2 separate regions of the Mus musculus genome follow, and region 1 is linked to region 2. Evidence: chromatin contacts called from public HiChIP or PLAC-seq data. All regions are on one chromosome and are shown on one strand. The core of a region is the stretch at or near the end of the contact, and the rest is flanking DNA. Distances in the headings are between cores, read along the strand shown.

Region 1 (5,450 bases), core at 96-2,595, 250 kb before region 2:
ACCGTCCATTGTCTCTTCAGACACACACATCCAGAGAACATTCCGCCAATAGCTCCACCTATAACACCATCCCTGCTGTCTCCCACTTGGTCTCAAAAGTGTCTTCCTGTCACTGGGAGCCCCCAAACATACTTGAGTGTAGTAATAACCAAGGCTGAGCGAGATGGATGCTGCCTTCACATGGAACTGAGGCTGAAGAACCACAGAGCTCATCCTATGAGGAAGTGTATTCTCTGTCTCTAACCATCAACCTTGTCCTATCTATTCCTTTGTCTGCTTCCATTAAAGATGTATAACCCTAACCAAAATCTAATCTAGGATAGGAGACAAGATCTAAACACTCTGACGACCATAAGTAGTGAGTTCAGGGAGCTGGTGGACAACTCTCTCCATGGATGGCTAGATCCTGAACCTCAGTCATACATGCAATGTCTTGGAACGTGCACTCCCACTGAAACCAAACAAAGAGGCTTGGTGTGCAGTGAACGGAGTCCTAAATTGGGCCTTGGAGTACAGGGGCTCTCGTGTCTTATCTGCTATTGAGTAGCCAAGCAGCCCTGGACAAATCGTTCTCTTCCTTGGATCTTCCGTCATTCCTTCATTAAGGTTCCCAAAGGATAATGGATTAGCATTAAACATAGCTCTTTATCCATTGACATATGGCACAGTCCCATGGCTGTCCCACGATCATAGCAGAATTTGAGATAATCTTACAGGGCAAAGCTGGGATTTCCCACTCCCTTTCCCCCTTTTAAAACCCACATCCTCATTTCAAGACCATAACAGGATGAAGAGAGAGCCTATGAGCACTTTTTAACAGGCTAGATTTTGTAGCTTGTGTTCCTGTATGTGGGCATGTCCCAGCCATCCTCCCCCACATGGTACAAATATTTGTCAAACAGAACTGAACTGGGTGGCTTAAATGTCACTCTGTCTATCCCTCTCTCATCTTCTGACCTTTCTATCCTGTCTCCTCCAACCCCTTTCATAGTCCAAGGGCTGGGCAGTCTGGCATGGACTTGAGACTCGTAGCTTTAATCCACCTGCCTGCGATGCTCATCCAGCCCTGGGAGCTGTGAGCTGAGCCTGGTGACAGAACCAAAGGTCAATTTTCCTTCCTCCTTTCAGCAATCCACAAACAAGAATGTCCCGCGGAGGGCCAAAGCCAGATCGCCTTACGCAGAGCACAGTGAACTCTTTATTGTTTTTCTCCTCCCTATATTTTGGAAGCTCCAGCAGGAATGTGGCCTGAATTTAAACACGGGCAGCCATGGCCATTAACAGTGAGCACTTTTGTAGATTCACACAGCCTCTTCTGCCTTTCTTCTCCCAGTGGCCTTGAATGATCTGCTGTTTGCAGACAATTCCCTTGTTGTGCTCTTCAGAGCAGGCAGAGCCTGGCTCTCCCATTGTCTCTTATACGGCAAACAAAAGCAGTCTTCTTAGTACAGAGCTTCACGCTGATAAAAGGCTGATTAAAGCCCCTTTTGTGGTAAAATTTAATAGGTCTGGGTCGGGCATTATATTTGATTAACCCCAGCCAGTTATTACATGGTGTTTGATAGAGATTACAGCTTTGTCCACCAGCTCTCAGCTGGGTGGAGCTTTGAACTCCTAGGGAACCAAGGGCTGAGCTGGCCATCAGCAAGTGGAAGCCAATGAATCTGTCTCTGCTCCCTCCATGCTCCCTTTCCGGGGTGGGGGAGGGGGGTGGAGGGCGCGCCCTTTACTTTGTATTCTTTATTCCCAGGGAAGCACCCAGTACTTTGCAGTTAGCGAGTTCTTTGTGACCGCCAGGAAGACATCCAGTGAACTCCACGCCACGGCACGTGTCAGTAGACTCGTTGCTCTTTCTTGGAGCAGCTGCCCTATAAACTAAAACTTGGAGCAGTCTCGGTGGGGCTTAAAGGGATGCCGCTCTTGAGGCGTTCTCGGCTCAGACCCTCTGTTTCCCATGACTGGGCCCAGTGCCTTCTCCCTGCCCCCGTTGAAGGGGTAAAAGAAATCAGATGAACCCCAGGGAAGCTCAAGCCTGCCCTGTTAGCCCTCCTGCTTTGCTCTCAGTGACTGCCTTGTACTGTGATGTGGCAGGCTCGGGGTGCCAACCCTCTAAGAACAAGCCCATAGCTAATGCTGTCACTTCCACTTCTCGTCCTGTGAGCCCCTCCCCTTCTCCCCAGTGATGTGGATCATGCCCAGTGTATGTGTCTTCCTGGATTTCTAGGTACTCCCTGGCCCCTACTGCTTCTCCCTCCATCCTTTGTCCCTCGCCAGACCACCATGAGGCTGATGAGCCTGGTCTTATATGACTTGCCACCCACCTACCTATCCAACAAGAGTGATGGTCCTAGGTCCAGGCCTGCCCTGCTGCCTGTGGTTATCCTTCCGTGGCCTCAGTGTCACAAGTGTGCAGGACATGGTGCTCTGTCAAGTATCAGGAAGAGGAAGCCAACATGGGTATCAGGGAAATCCACCCAGTAAGTGATTGTGGGAAGCACCCTGAGTCTCGTGGGCCCCTCCATCCTATAAGGAATGTTTCATTCAGAGGAAACTTTATCACACTCCTCCCTCCCGTACCTCAGTCAGCAGGAAAGAGGAAAGATGAACCCACATCACAGGGGAGGGGACGGAGGTCAACACTAGCCCCAGGCAGACCTTGTCCCAAGTGTCTCTTGTTCCCAGGACTCATTCATCTCTCCCTAAATCATTTATTCTCTCCAAGGTTGCCAGCCATCTACCTCTGCTCCAAAGACAGCATCTAAACATCTGGATCTTACTGGCTGCCCGGGTGAGGCTGTGGGTGTCTCCCATCAGGAACTACTGGAGGGTGGTGAAAACTTCGGTTGTAAGACCTAATGGGAGATTGTCAGGTGTTGAGGGTATGCTGTTATGGGACCTGGTCTTTCCCCTCTCCTCTTTCAGCCTGAGGTGAGCCACTGTGTTCCCCTCACACTCACCACAGTCAGAGAGCTATGTTACACAGCTGACTGACTGTGAACTAGACGTCCAAAGCTGTCAGCTGAAACAAACCTTTCTTCTGTTTGAGCTGATTATATCAGATTGGGGTGGTCTATTCGTGTGTGTCTGTCTGTGTGTGTGTGTGTGTGTGTGTGTGTGTGTGTGTGTGTGTGTATGCTTACAGAGACTATGGAGGTTTACCTTGAATGTTGTTCCTCAGGAGCTGTCTACCTTGGTTTGTGTATGTGAGTGTGGTGTCTGTGTATGTTGTATGCATGTGTGTGTGTGTGTGTGTGTGTGTGTGTGTGTGTGTTGTGTGTTGTGTGTGTATATAGAAGACAGGTTAATGATGAGTGTCTTCTATCCCTCTGTTCCTTATGTTTTGAGACAGGCCTCTTGCTGAATTTAAAGCTCGTTGATTGAACAAGACTAGTTGGTCGTCCTGTACCAGGGATCTTCCTGTTTCCTCCCCTCTAAAGCTAGGGTCCCCTGCGCATGATACGGCATCCAGGTTTTTACATGGGTACTGGGGGCCCAAATTCATTTCACCAACTAAGCCACCTGTCCAGCTTCCCATTTGGGTTTTTTTTTCCCACTCTTTTGGGGTTTTTGTTTTTTTGAGACAGGGTTTCTCTGTGTAGCCCTGGCTGTCTTAGAAACTTAATATGTAGAGCAGGCTAACCTCAAATTTACAAAGAACTACCTGCCTCTGCCTCCCAAGTGCTGGGATTAAAAGCATTCTCAGGCCAGGCAGTGGTGGCACACGCCTTTAATCTCAGCACTTGGGAGGCAGAGGAAGGCAGATTTCTGAGTTTGAGGCTAGCCTGGTCTACAGAGTGAGTTCCAGGACAGCCAGGGCTATACAGAGAAACCCTGTTCTCACCACTGCCTATCCCTATTTGGTTTTTGAGGCAGCATTTCTTCTGGGACTTGGGGGTGGTCAGTTAGACTAAGCTGGCTAGCCAGTGAAACCCAGTGATCCACCTGTCTCTATATTACCAACACAAGTAAACACCACCATATCTGTCTTCTCACAAGGGTTCTGGGGACCAAAGTCAAGTCCCCACACTCACCTGCAGAGTACTTTACCAACTCAATTACCTGCCCAGCCTTTCTTTCTTTCTTTCTTTCTTTCTTTCTTTCTTTCTTTCTTTCTTTCTTTCTTTCTTTCTTCTCCTTCTCCTTCTCCTTCTCCTTCTCCTTCTCCTTCTCCTTCTCCTTCTCCTTCTCCTTCTCCTTCTCCTTCTCCTTCTCCTCCTTCTCCTCCTTCTCTTCCTTCTCCTCCTTCTCCTCCTTCCCCTCCTCATCCTCCTTTTTCTTCTTCTGTCTTTGGAGACAGTCTTATTTTATAGCCTAAGAGTCACCTTGAACACATGGAAATCCTCTTTCCCCAGCTTTCCAAATGCTGGGATTACAGGTGAGTGACCATGTCCAGCTATCTCAGATATGTGTTACAGTAAAAGAAAGCTAGCTGACCATGGGATTATTATTTATATTGATTTGTGCAATGACAGGGCACAAATCATGCCTTTTCTCCATTAATCTTCCTGCAGCTATTATTTTGTCATTATAGACTCCAGTATGAAGCGTTCCAATGGCAGGATTTTCCCGCCCTTACTACATTATAACAAAATGTAAGTCAAAGGGCTACAGATATTACAACTACAGGATATATCCCGAGGCAAAGCAGGGATCAAGAGAAGAAGTAGAAACTAGAGAACCAGTGTTGAAGACTGGGGCAATGGCTTACTGAGTAATACACTTGCTGTGCAAGCATGAGGACCGGAGTTCAAATCCCCAGCACCCACATGAAAACCAGATGTACCCTTAAGCATCTGTGACTGAAGGAAAATCCCAAAGGCCTGCTGGCCCCTGGTGTAGCTCAGATGGTGAGTTCTGAAGCATAGAGAAACCATGTTTCAAAAAGTGAGGTAGAAAGTAACTGAGACAGACATTGACCTCTGTACTTCACAGGCACTCCTGCATACACGTATGTGCACATTGAATGTACATATGACAGACAGACAGACAGACAGACACACACACACACACACACACACACACACACACACACACACACACGTCGGGGAATGGTCTGGTGCTGCTATGTATTCAAATGCTAAACACTAGTCTCTCCAAGATCTGGTTGCCCCCCTGCTATGAGCGGATCTTCTCATCCACCAAGGGATGCTATAGACACTGTAACCTGGCTCCCTAATTTAAAGCTATTGGTTATATTAATGGGCTACAGCCAATTACTGGGAAGAATAGAGGTGGGTGAGGTTTCAGTTTCTGGGCTGGGGGTTGCAGGTAGCGACTACAGGAAGAGAGGGAGGAGGAGGGGGAGAAGAAGAAGAAAGAGAAGAAGAAGAGAGGAAGAAGTGAGGAAAAAGAAGACAGAGAACAAGAGGTCTCCATTAAATGTCACGAACCAGGAGCATGTGGCCCAGTGAAACATCCCCAACCCCTGGTGACAGGCTGATGGAGCGGAA
Region 2 (5,069 bases), core at 1,392-3,891:
GAATTGGGAACAGGAAAATCAGGAGTTCAAGGCCAGTCTAGACTATATAAGACCCTGTCCCAAAAGATAGATAGATGGAGCCAGAAAAACACTCAGCCAGTGTATTGGACACTGATCTATTGCTATGAAGAGTTACCATAACCAAGGCAACTCATAAGAAAGAAAGCATTTAATTGGGTACTTGCTTGCAGGCTGGGAGGTTTAGTCCTTTCTCACTGGGGAACATGAAGGGCAGGCATTAAGGCAGTAGCTGAGAGTTACATCCAGAGAGAGAGAGAGAGTTGGTGGGGGGAGAGGGAGAGAGAGGGGGGGGATTCTGGGGACTGGTTTGGGTCTTTGAATCATCAAAGCCCACCCCCAGTGACAAACTTCCTCCAACGAGGCCACACCTCCTAAATGCTTATAATCCTATTAAAGAGTTCCATCAACTAAGCAGTCAACTATATGAGCACATGGAGAGGGTGGGGAGGGAGCGGCCCGTCTTATTCAAACTACCACAGCCAGTAAAGTTTTTGACTTGCAAAATGACAGCCTAAATTCAATCTCCTCAACACAGAGTAGACAGGGAAAGGCAAATTCCAAAAGTATTCCTCAACTTCACACACACACACACACACACACACACACACACACCCCGCAAATATAAATACATTAAACAAATAAATAAAATGCAAAAAGGGATGGCAGACAATAGGCTGCCTCTCCACTATAACTCTTTGAAATTTGCAGTAAAGTTCCAAATCCAGATCCTGCCGTCATCTTTTCTTCCATCTGCTTCCCGAGGGAGAGAGCATACACTCCCAGAGAGAACCGCTGCACCATTTTATTTGTGCTAGCTGACAAATGCCTGAGTTTAGACTGAATCTTCCAGTCAGTCTCCTACTCTGAAACAAAACCTTGAGACTCTTATCAGATATGCCAGAAGAGACCGAAGATAAGGCCAAGATTCAAGGGGAGTGTCCCCAATGGCCACGCCTAATTTAAGTTTTCCCCATACAGGAGTGACACTGCCTAGCCAGAGTCATGACTGGAAGCAGGGAGGGGAGAAGAGGAAGCCATTTTATATCATCAGGTCCTATCTCTATATTTTCTTACTCTTTGAGCATGACTCGCGCTCTCTCTCTCTCTCTCTCTCTCTCTCTCTCTCTCTCTCTGTGTGTGTGTGTGTGTGTGTGTATGTATGTATGTATACCAGCTTGTTGTTCCTAATGGCAGGAAATAAACGCACCAACATTAAGCCTGCAGAAAATAAGAGATGCCTTTCAATATCCTACTCCCTCTGTCGAAGAAATTGTCCCCAATGTCTCTGATCAGGTGTGTTGCTAGCTTTTGTCAACTTGATACATTCTAGAGTATTCTGGGAAGAGGACACCCGAATTAAAAAGATTCCTACATCTGATTAGCTGGGGGAAAAAAAAAAGGCCTGGGGGTAATTTTCTTGTGAGAGGGTCTAGCCCAATGTGAGTGGTGCCAACCCAGGCAGGTGGTCCTGAGCTGTGTAAGAAAGCAGCCTGAGCATGCCGTGGGAGGAAGCCTGAAGCCGCATTCCACCATGGCCTCTGCTTCAGTTCCTGCCTTGGGTTCCTGTCCAGCCTTCCCTCAGTCCAGGTGGAAGATCCCGTGAGAGCACAGAGGAAGGGCTGAGGCTTGGATGAGCGATTCGTGCTTGGTGAGCTCTGGCAGAGATGTTGAGAGTTCACATCCACCTCTCTGGCCTCCATTATTTTTAACCACTGAGTTTGACCAACTCCTTGTCACGGAGAATTGTCCAACTAAGAAAGATTAACAGCCCTCTGGATTATAACTATTGGTTCTCACTGTAACTTCCCAGGACCAAAGATCTACGCAGTTAAGCTGGCCCTCTGAAGATAGTCTATAATGGATCATTATAGATCCAAACACATCGTTAATCAACTTAACCTCAAGGCACTCTGGGACAAAACTCTGTTTTCTGAGTCTATTTTCCATTTGAAATTACATCTAGTCATAGTGTTCAAAATCGGTCAGCAGAGAAAAATACTTTCAAAAGTCCAAATAAAACAACGACAACAACAATAAAAAAAAAATGGTGAAGACAGCCTTTCCCATTGGTAAATTCCCAGGAAAATTCAATCCAAAATGGAAATTCCTCTTGCTGTTGTAAGTTGAACTCTGAGGGCTCGATGCTAAATCTCCTTGCTTGTTTAATCGCAGAATGCTGTTCTAGAACCCATATAAGAAATGTGTATTGTTACCCATCAAAGGCAACCTTAGCATTCCGTGGGGGAAGGGATTAACGCAGGCAACATAAGATGAAGCCAACTATCTCCTTCCTCCCTAGCAGGATGCCTATCAGAACATGACCCGGCTCTAATCTGTGATTTTTAAATTCAGTTTGCATTTCTTCTCGTGGGGTTAACTGGGATGCTGAGTTTTCAGTCTCCACCTAGCTGACTTCCTGTGTGAGCTACTTTTCTCACTGTGACAAACTAACTGCCAGACGAAAGCAACCTGGGGAAGACTTCATTTTTGACTTACGGTTTATAAAGCTCATGCTGGCTAGTTTTACATCAACTTGAACACAACAGGGCCTCACAGAGGGGAGGAGCCTCTGAGAAAACGCTTTGTAAGATCAAGCTGTAGGCGAGCCTGTAGGGCATTCATTAATTACTGATCGAAGTGGGCGGGCCCAGCTCGTTGTGGGTGGGGCCATCCCTGGGCTGGTGTCCTGGGTTCTATAAGAAAGCAGGCTGAGCAAGGTTTGAAGAGCAAGCCCCTAAGCAGCACCCTCTGTGGCCTCTGCATCAGCTCCGGCCTCAGTTCTTACCCTATTTGAGTTCCTGTTCTGACTTCTCTCAATAATAAATAGCAATATGCAAGTATAAATCAATGGGACCCTTTCCTTCCCGAGTTGCTCTTGAACACCGTGTTCATCCACATCAACAGAAACCTTAACTGAGACAGGGAAACAGCCAAGCAGCCAGTGGAGGCACGCGAGGTGGAAGGAACACCAAATCACATTGCTCACTGCAGTCTGCAGGCAGGAACAGAAAAGGAACAGAGAGGCAGCGTTATAAAAACTCTGAGCCCAGGCGGGGCGTGGTGGCGCACGCCTTTAATCCCAGCACTTGGGAGGCAGAGGCAGGCAGATTTCTGAGTTCGAGGCCAACCTGGTCTACAAAGTGAGGTCCAGGACAGCCAGGGCTACTTACACAGAGAAACCCTGTCTCGAAAAACCAAAAAAAAAAAAAAAAAAAAAAAAAAAAAAAAAAAAAAAACTCTGAGTCCAAACCCATTAATCCATTTCCTATATTCCTATAAAGGGGGCTCCATCTCCTAACAGTTCCATAGCCTTCCAAAACAGCACCACTACTTGAGAAACAAATGCTTAGGCACCTGAGCCTGAGAGATACATTCCCCTCCCCTCCCCCACCCGCTTAAGCCATCTCATAATACAAACGCATTTGTTCCCATGTTTAAGTTCCTGCATAATCTTTTTAAAATTTTAATTATGTTTTAATTTATTTCTTTATTGTAGTATATGAGAGAGAGAGAGAGAGAGAACGAGAGAGAGAGAGAGAGAGAGAGAACAGATAAAGTCAGAGAGGGTTTGTAGAAGTCAATTTTTCTCCTTGTGTCATGTGAGTCCTGAATACTCAGCTTTAAGGCCATCTCTCTGGTGCCATGCCTCCGAACAGCCCCAACACTTCAGCAATCCAAAATCCAAGTCTCTTCGGACATTCAAGGTACTCTCTTAGCTGTGCGCCCCTTTCAAACAAAACAAAGAAAAAGCTACAAACTTTTATTTATTTTATTTTATTTTATTTTTGGTTTTTTGAGACAGGGTTTCTCTGTATAGCCCTGGCTGTCCTGGAACTCACTCTGTAGACCAGGCTGGCCTCGAACTCAGAGATCCGCTTGCCTCTACCTCCTGAGTGCTGGGATCAAAGGTGTGCGCCACCACGCCCGGCACAAACTTTTAATACACGTGGCACCGGTACAATCATTTCCATTCTGAGAGGGAGGAACAGGGACATAGCAAGTTAAGATCAGAGCAAAGGAAGACTGAAATCAAGCAAGGAAAACACAAACCCTGTGGCTCTGTGTCTGAGCCTAACATGGAATCGCCAGGGCCCCAGTGGCTCTTGACACCCCCACCCCTCCAGATCTGCTGCCTTCTGCAGATGTCCCACAGTCCTGGCATCTCCAGCATCCTAGGACCACAATGAAAGTTAGATGTCACCTTCCCAGCTCTATGTACTGGCCTGTCGGGACCTTTCAGAGAATTTAAAGCCTGCATTGTGTGTACTGCCTGGCCTTACTGGCTTTCTGAAATATTGGCATGAGTCTCCATGACCCCTCACTTGTGCATACTTAATGCATGAAAACCAGAACCATGTCAATGACGGGCTGAGCTCTGCTGCCAGCTTGAGATGCAGTATAACACACACACACACATGCCCCTGGGCCCAGCTACAGCGGCTGCTCTGTACCTTGGTGGCTGAATCCAAGCAAACACATCCATAGTTGGTCTCTTTGGACTAGGGAATCCTTTCAGCAGTATTCTCAGATCAACTCCCCTTTTCATGTATACTTGTATTTCTTTTTTGTTTTGTTTTGGTTTTTGGTTTTTCGAGACAGGGTTTCTCTGTATCGCCCTGACTGTCCTGAAACTCACTCTATAGACCAGGCTGGCCTCAAACTCAGAAATCTGCCTGCTTCTGCCTCCCAAGTGCCGGGATTAAAGGCATGTGCCACTGCTGCCCAACTATGCTTGTATTTCTACAAACTAGAGCTTTTCTGTACGGGTGGAGTCTTGCCCACAGTGTACCATCTCCCTGTCCCAGTGTAGAGCACTGACTTTCGCTATGGTAGTGTTACCTCTTCAATAAATATATCTGTGTTTGCATCCATCTTGTCTGCAACTTTATTCTTATTGTTTATACACACATTCACATACATACACAGACACACACACACACTTGTGTGTGTGTTTCTATTTTGTCAATTTGACCCAGAGCAAGACATGTCTGGGAAGAGGACGTCTTAACTGAAAAATGCCTTCATAAGACTGGCCTGTAGACAAGTTG

What was found. HiChIP or PLAC-seq counts read pairs in DNA pulled down with a chosen protein or histone mark.
Region 1: a contact with region 2 is called in an H3K27ac HiChIP or PLAC-seq map of embryonic stem cells, with 5 read pairs. The contact joins two enhancer-like sites. A contact is called at or near these places in 5 of 484 Hi-C or Micro-C datasets (the Ba/F3 cell line, the C2C12 cell line, cortical neurons and 2 more) and 2 of 115 datasets of contacts at active chromatin or transcription factors (both in embryonic stem cells).

What each region holds. Positions count from the first base shown.
Region 1 is chr17:88,322,181-88,327,630 of GRCm38.p6, reverse strand. The region is part of intron 3 of Gm31615 (a long non-coding RNA gene); the gene reads left to right. Among named protein-coding and RNA genes, the nearest start is that of 1700116H05Rik, 17 kb to the right of the region's middle. Within about 2 kb of position 1,345, at least 84 of the 459 cell types and tissues checked have an H3K27ac peak or open chromatin away from gene starts, as enhancers often do. A contact at or near this core is called in embryonic stem cells, where this site is marked.
Region 2 is chr17:88,077,548-88,082,616 of GRCm38.p6, reverse strand. All of the region lies in intron 1 of Gm45950 (a long non-coding RNA gene), which reads right to left. Among named protein-coding and RNA genes, the nearest start is that of Gm45950, 14 kb to the right of the region's middle. Within about 2 kb of position 2,641, at least 9 of the 459 cell types and tissues checked have an H3K27ac peak or open chromatin away from gene starts, as enhancers often do. A contact at or near this core is called in embryonic stem cells, where this site is marked.